2 separate regions of the Oryza sativa genome follow, and region 1 is linked to region 2. A link is a contact called in public ChIA-PET data. All regions are on one chromosome and are shown on one strand. Each heading gives the region's core, a stretch centred on a gene start, on an enhancer-like site or on the middle of the called end of the contact. The rest is flanking DNA. Distances are from core to core; before and after follow the strand shown.

What was found. ChIA-PET counts read pairs in DNA pulled down with a chosen protein or histone mark.
Region 1: an RNA polymerase II ChIA-PET map of leaf shows a contact between it and region 2, with 2.2 times the contacts expected there. The contact joins the promoter of LOC4335922 here to the promoter of LOC4335914 in region 2. A contact is called at or near these places in 1 of 15 Hi-C or Micro-C datasets (seedling) and 1 of 4 datasets of contacts at active chromatin or transcription factors (leaf).

Annotation. Positions count from the first base shown.
Region 1 is chr4:22,240,945-22,244,586 of ASM3414082v1, reverse strand. LOC4335922 reads right to left here and starts at 1,822. Exons shown (of 9, transcript XM_015780602.3): 1 at 1,451-1,822; 2 at 110-231; 3 at 1-13. The coding sequence starts at 1,627.
Region 2 is chr4:22,156,266-22,159,990 of ASM3414082v1, reverse strand. It overlaps LOC4335914 (mitogen-activated protein kinase kinase kinase 3), which reads left to right and starts at 1,281. Exons shown (of 11, transcript XM_015781026.3): 1 at 1,281-1,969; 2 at 2,721-3,251; 3 at 3,569-3,656. The coding sequence starts at 1,530.

The DNA of each region.
Region 1 (3,642 bases), core at 573-3,072, 84 kb before region 2:
CAAGAGGCTCAACCTGCAAGATACAAATAATTAGTATCAGACTCTCAGAGCTCCTCTAATTGCATAAGACCGCAAATAACTAATATCAGGCACTGTTTTTTTTCATTACCTTTTCTGCTCGGCGGCCTGAAGCTTCGCTTCGAGGCGCTGACCTTGATCTTCCTCTTGTGATGACCATGATGGGCTCCGCGGCTTCTTCCTCGCTTTGCAGGACACCCATTCATGGAATTGCTGCAAAGTGCAAACAACATATGACCATAAGCTATGTTGATCAATCATTTATCAATAAATACAGTACCAACATCTTAATAACAAATCAATCAAATATACTAGACCCAAATACGAGTCATACGATACGGTCCCAAAAAGAAGAAGAAAAAAACTTCAAGTGAACTGAACCTACCAAATCACATCAACCAAAAAAAGTTTCACCCCTATTACTTACTGGTCACCAAATTTTCAGTACTACAAGTGCGACGAAAGTTACTTCTAACTTCTAAGCGAATCCAAGTGTGGTCGGTGGTACACAAACTATTCATACCAAACTACCATAATCTTTTCACCGACGGGACACCATGTGCTGAATTGTTTGCTCATGACCCTTTTTCTACAACAAATATTATCTTCCTAATTTGAATATAAAAAAAAGAAATTATTTTACAGGCAACCTGTCGTAACTCGATGCAGACAACTAAATATGTTACTGATATCCACTGATTACTCTTTAGCAAACCGCAGGTAGAAACCAAAAGATAATTATATACTGCATTAAATTATTAGTGCAGTGTATATCCAACAAACAGATAAAAACGGGACCTTTTATATGGGGAAAGTACGCTTTAATCCAGAGCCGCAAAATCATGCGGCTGAGAGAAAATCGAATGGAAAAGAAATCGAATTCGAGGCACACGTGAACCCAACTTCATCTCACGACTACCTACCAAGAACAGAATCCCCCAAAGAATGTTACTTCAACTCCCCACCAGGAATCCCAACCACCAAAAACAAAAAAGAACCTCACTGCACAGAAATCCTTCCACGTAATCCCAACTTTGCGTCTCCACTAATCAGCCAAAATAAGTTTCCAATTAAAGTAGAACATAAGTGATTAAGAAAGAACTGGTCGTGAGTACCCCCCCCCCCAAAAAAAAAAAAACTGAAAATTAAGGACTAATCCTAGTCTAAAAATAGCAGCGAAATTCATCAAAACCACCACTCTGAACTGTTCATCAGCATGTAAAGGGCACTATGGTTTAATCAGTAGTAAAACATTTCTTACGAAACTCGAAACCGAAACAAAGCAACTCAAATTAAATCAAAAGGCTCCAAAAGCTTCGAATTCACAGTTCACTCTCGTCCCCCCACAATCCACCGCGAAGGACGAAATGAAAGAAAAGAAAAACAAAAACAAAAAAAGCGACGGAAAGGGAACCCGGACAGGGACACCTACCTGCCTCCGGAGCTCCGCCTCCTTCAGCTTCGCCTCGATCTCCTCCGCGCTCGTCGGCGCCCCGCCTCCGACGCGGCTCCCCTCCAGCAACCGCCGCCTGATCCTCGGCGGCATCCTCCCCGCCGCCGACGACTCCACCGCCGGTATCTCCATCGCCACCGGCTCCCGCACCACCATCCTCCTCCTCCTCCTCCCCCGATCAAACCACCAAACCAACCCGGCGGAATCAAACTCTACTACGGGCGAATCCCGCAAAGCAGACTCGCCTTCCTTCCTCGCGCTGCTTTACTCTTCCTCTCTTCTCCTCGACTTCTTCTTGGTTTTTCTTTTTTTTTTTTCCTCTCTCGAGAAGAAGTTAGTTTGTTCTGTTACGCTTTCCCGCCGTTCGCGTGAGGCGTCAATATATAACGGCGGGTGGAGGGAGTATTGGGAAGCGGTTTGCGAATCTCGAGGCGGATCGGACGGCAAGGCGGGGATGGAGGGGTGTTTCGGTAATTTGAGTAGGGGGTGTGTCACTGACGGCGTTAGGCCTTAGGGCGGGGGTGGGGGGGTTCGAGACGGTTCGGGGCGGTGGGGCCCCGCGCGGTTTTCTCGTTTGTGGATCGGGTTTTGGATTGGACGGAATTGCCCCTGTAGTGTAGGCGGCTTCGCTTTGGTGTCCGAATCCGGTTTTGCAAAGGTTAGGCTGCTTTTGCCTGTGGCCAATGAGTTGATCACTTTGTTATCCTCGTGGTGGATAATAATGGAGGTCTACGAGGCTATGGAAAAAAACGTGCATAGAGAAGATGTTTTTTTTTATTTTTTCTATGTGACTAATATAGAGGTCTGGCTAACACGTATGCGCCACCGTGGCATATACAGAGCGGGTTAGACAGCATTTTGATCTCCATGACACTCATTAGACAAAGTTTGGAGACTTGCATATTACATTTTAAGAATTTAGCGATCTAGATGACACACTTATACAAGTTTAGATATAGGCACCTGTGTACTTTGCTCATTTTCTAATTGTAATTTAATCTTGATTTGAATTTTGATATTTGAGAAAAATTTACGTGCATCTTTACTTTTTTCCTATTAATCATAGGAAAATACTAGTAAAAAATAATGGAACAAAGTTAGGAAAATACTAGTAAAAAATAATGGAACAAAGTTATTGATGAAGGATTATTTTTACACTTAAAATCAAATTTAAAATTTGAGAATTAGCTACATAATACACTTGTCAGTTGTGGCTGACTCACTGTTGGCCCGACGTTGCTTCGACTTTGACCATTGATAATTTTTTTAAATGGTTAAATTGTGTTAGATAAAAGTGCAATGGATAAAGGCGGTATATATCGGTTTGATATAGCGACCGATAAAAAATACCCTCCTCTAAAAAAAAGTGCAATGGATAGTACTTCGTACTCCAACATTTGCCTTGCAGTGCATCTGCCTGAGCTGCTGCTGGGACGGGCACGTCAGCGAGGCTCACGCCTGGCGTCGGAAACCGGAAGCGGATAACGTCCACGTGTGCCTCCTCCACGTAGCCTGCTGGTCAGTGACACGTGGGGCCAGATCTACGATGGCCCCACGGGTCAGTGAGGAGGTGCGGTATATTCTCAGGTGATTGCGTTTGCTGCTGCTGCTAGTTGGGGACACGCGTTTCCCCACTATGCAGGAGGGGCCAGGGGAAACGTGGCACGAGGAGAACGCTTACTTTCTCTCGTCTAATTACGCAACTGCCCTCACGATCATTTCTGGATTTCTGGCCAGCTTCCCTCACTCTGCACGTGTCACTTCTTTTGTCTTTAGGTGGTGTTTGGTTGGAGGGACTAAGGCCCTGTTTAGATGAGACTAAAACTTTTAAGTCCTTATCACATCAAATGTTTGAAAATTAATTATAAATATTAAACGTAGACTATTAATAAAACCCATCCATAATCTTGGACTAATTTGCGAGACGAATCTAATGAGCCTAATTAATCCATGATTAGCCTATGTGATGCTACAGTAAACATTCTCTAATTATAGATTAATTAGGCTTAAAAAATTTGTCTCGTGAATTAGCTTTTATTTATGTAATTAGTTTTGTAAGTAGTCTATATTTAATACTCTAAATTAGTGTCTAAAGACAGGGACTAAAGTTAAGTCCCTGGAAGTAAACACCACCTAAAGTGGAGCTAAACTTTAGTCCCTCTCACAAAAAT
Region 2 (3,725 bases), core at 32-2,531:
GGTCTAGTGGTGGGACAATCCCATTGGCGTGGCATTCCAATTTCTGGCTTAAGACCATAAATAATGCAAAGTTGCAAACCACATTAAATAATTACACATTACATGAGCTATTGGACAGTTACAACTAGCTTGTTGCTACTTGTATTATGAAGTCTTAACATACAGGAGTACAGGAGTATGTCTCTACATTCATATTTAATTTAATCTTAATTTTGAAGTAGCTACCATTTTTTTAAAAGGTAATCCTCTCGTAGGTTCAAATGATGTTATCTGTGCAACACCACAATAAATATCTATGACTTATTATTAGTTGCATGACATCGTAATAAAATTGTTACTCATTTTCTAAGAGTATAATGTTACTTATTTTCGAACAATTGTTCGTCTTATTAAAAAATATTGTACATATACAATACAAGTCATATGTTAAAGTGTCTTTAATGATAAAACAAGTCAAAAACAAATAAATGATACTACTACTTAGTTTTTTTCTAATAAGACAAAGGGTGAACATAGGTAACGGCTTTTGATGTTATTAGATCAGGTACAATAGCAAGCTATAAGCTAGCTACAAATATATTTTAAGAAGAAAAATAAGGAGAGAGAAAAGCAGCGGGCTACAGATTTATACCAGCTGTAGCACGGACTCTAAGACACAGTATGTGTATGACATGTGGGATCATGTATTAATCGTGTAGTATATAACTATTATATGGATGAGCTATTAGATTGGCTATAGTTGGATTGGAGCTAGTAGTTGGCTATTAAACTTGCTTTTACAAGCCGCCGTTGTGTACAGTGTACTCCTCCGGTGTGTGCTCAACACGTCCCCGCTTGGCGTGCGTCACCAAACCTCCCTCCCGACCCGAACCCGACGCGCGCACCGCACCGCACCCGTCTACCAGACTACCAGTACCACCACCCGCGTTCCGCGAAGATTCGGCACGGGACACACACGGTGAAAAAGGAAAAAAAGGCGAAAGCCAACACACGCACGAGCGCAAAAAAAAAAAAGAAAAAGAAAAAAAGACGCGCTGGCCCCACCTCGCAGAGCCGCCGCGCGCAAGTGGCGGGAGAGGAGAGAGCGAGCTGGTAGTAGTAGTAGCACTCCGCTTACAGCTAGCCGCGCACACCACCTGTCACTGGCAGGTGGGGCCATCCACGGTTCGAGGACGCGGAGCCCCGCTTGACGGTGAGAAGCATTTACTTGGCTCGGGACCCACCTGAGCGCCACTTGCTCGCAGCAACCACTAGTACTCGCGCGCGCGAGCACACCTCTCAATCCCCCGCATTTTTTGCTTGGGTTTTTTAGACAAGAAAATAATTGGAAAAAAAAATATCTCCTCCTCCTCCTCTCCGACTAAAAGCGTCGCCGCCGCCGCGTCGTCTCCTTCCTCGCGCCTTCCTCTCTCTCTCTCTCCTCGCTTCCCCGCGCCGCCGCCGCCGCCGCCTGAGCTCGGCGGCAGCAGGGGGACGATAGGTGGTGTGGTGCTTTGCTCCGGCGCAGCGTGCTGCTGATCGCGCGCGCGATGCCCGCGTGGTGGCCACGGAAGTCGAGGTCGAAGGCGAAGGGCGTGGGGAAGCCCCCCGGGGCAGGGGCGGCCTCCGCGGCGTCGTCCCCGCGCAAGTCGCTCGACCTCGTTGACCTCTCCGCCTCCCCCTCGGTGACCCCCCGGGCGAGGGAGAAGGCGCGCAGCCTCGACTCGCCGTCGGCCGCCGCGCCGCGGCATGGGGGCGGGCGGTGTGGTGGGGGGTTCGGGGAGGTCGGGTACAAGCTCCCCGTGCCCGTGGGTGACGCGGGGCCGGGGGGGCAGGGGCAGGGGCAGGAGCCGGAGTTGGAGCCGGCTCCTGTAAGGTTCGAGGAGAACGGGGATGTGGTGGGCGGCGTCGCCGGCGACGCCTCGTCGGAGGAGTTGAGCGTGTGCTCGCATGATTCGTCGGACGAGGCGACGGATCAGCAAGTATGTAGGTAAGTGTGCGATCGTGGAATACCTCAGCCTGTTCGATTTCTATTTCTCGGGGGGTGCAACGTGCAATTCCAGATATATAGGTATTGTGATCAAAATTTGGGGAATTTCATGATCTGATAAGCGTAGCATGTAGGCTTCGTGCGTTACTTTCCCCACTAATTTCGTGTGAATGGCTTTACTCGGCTTTGCTACTTGCTTTTAAGTGTTCCTAGTCAAGTGCAGAGTTGGGGACGTGATGAATGAACAGTGTGGCTTCGTACCAACTCTACAAGTTGACCTTTTCCCATGGTCGTTTCAGATTACTTCCAGTTCGGGAATCCTAAGCCATTTATTTTTCTTTCTCTGCTAAATATGTATTGCACACAGGATTACTCGGGACGCTAAGGTGTGTTAATGGTTGGACAAAGAATTTTAAAAAGGCTGAATAGTTGTTTCTTTTGTTGCCCTGGAGTCACCATTCTGTTGAAACGTGTATTTGGTTCTTGTGCTAAATCATTGACGTTCTCTCAACAATAATGTACAGTGCTTTTCGTTAATCATTATGCTCTGAACTTAATTTGACAACTTCTTTGAGTTGGACAATTTGAGAACTTTTTGAAGTATATAAATTCATATGACGTGCCTATGTTTAGGGGTACTTAAATTAGCGTATTGTTCCACAGCACATTGTTACAGTATTTATATATTTCATTTCAAAATTTGTGTTGATATAATATCTGATGATTCTTGGCTGCTTGGTGTAATTTCTAGGTCTACGGATCCGGCGTCTTTTGTCAGGGGAAGAAATATGCCATCTGACTCACATAAGATCCTAAATGAAGACAATCATTTCATGTCCTATAGCATGCCACGGGAGCATCGGAAGTTCTTCGAGGTTCCTGTCACTAATATGGGAGAACTTCATTTGCATTGTGATGATCTGTCAACTAGCGAAACTAGTTCACGTGGCAGAATGTTGCCCGAGGATTTTCTTGCTCCAAGAACAAGAAGCCTCTCCCCTGGACCGAAAGGCCATACTTTTGCTGTAAATAATGTAAATTCAAGGGAATTTGGTTTTAGTCCAAGGTCACCAGTAAAAATGATGGATGGATTGAAGAGCCCACCTCATCCTTTACCTCTTCCTCCAGGTCCTGCTACTTGTTCACCTCTTCCCCCATCTCCCACTGCTTACTCGCCTCACCCTCTAGGTCCCACTACTTGCTTGCAATCCGAATCACAATGGAAAAAAGGCAAATTGTTAGGGAGCGGTACATTTGGCCAGGTTTACCTTGGATTTAACAGGTATTGGAATCTTTCTATAGTTTGGCATTATTGTATTTTGGTATTACAATTTTGTATATGATGCATTGATTCCGCATTGAAAGCAATAATCCCTCGCGGAGTATATGATAAATTTTCATATTCCATTATTTGGGGTAATGAACTCAACAGTGAGATTAAGTGGCATCAGTTATTTTGCTGAATTTTATGGTGCCAAGGTCTTGATATGTACAGCAATTTGTACAAGAATTTGGTATATTCTGTGAGGTTGTGGTATTACCTAAATTTGTCCAATAGCAATTTGTGGTAGCATTCTTAGTTTATGATGAATCATGCAGTGAAAATGGGCAGTTCTGTGCGATTAAGGAGGTCCAAGTTATTTCGGATGATCCACATTCAAAAGAACGACTCAAGCAATTGAATCAGGTTATTTCTCAGTTTAATCAGTATGAATATCTTTTGATGAGTAGTAACAGCATTTGTGTCTCTTGTTCA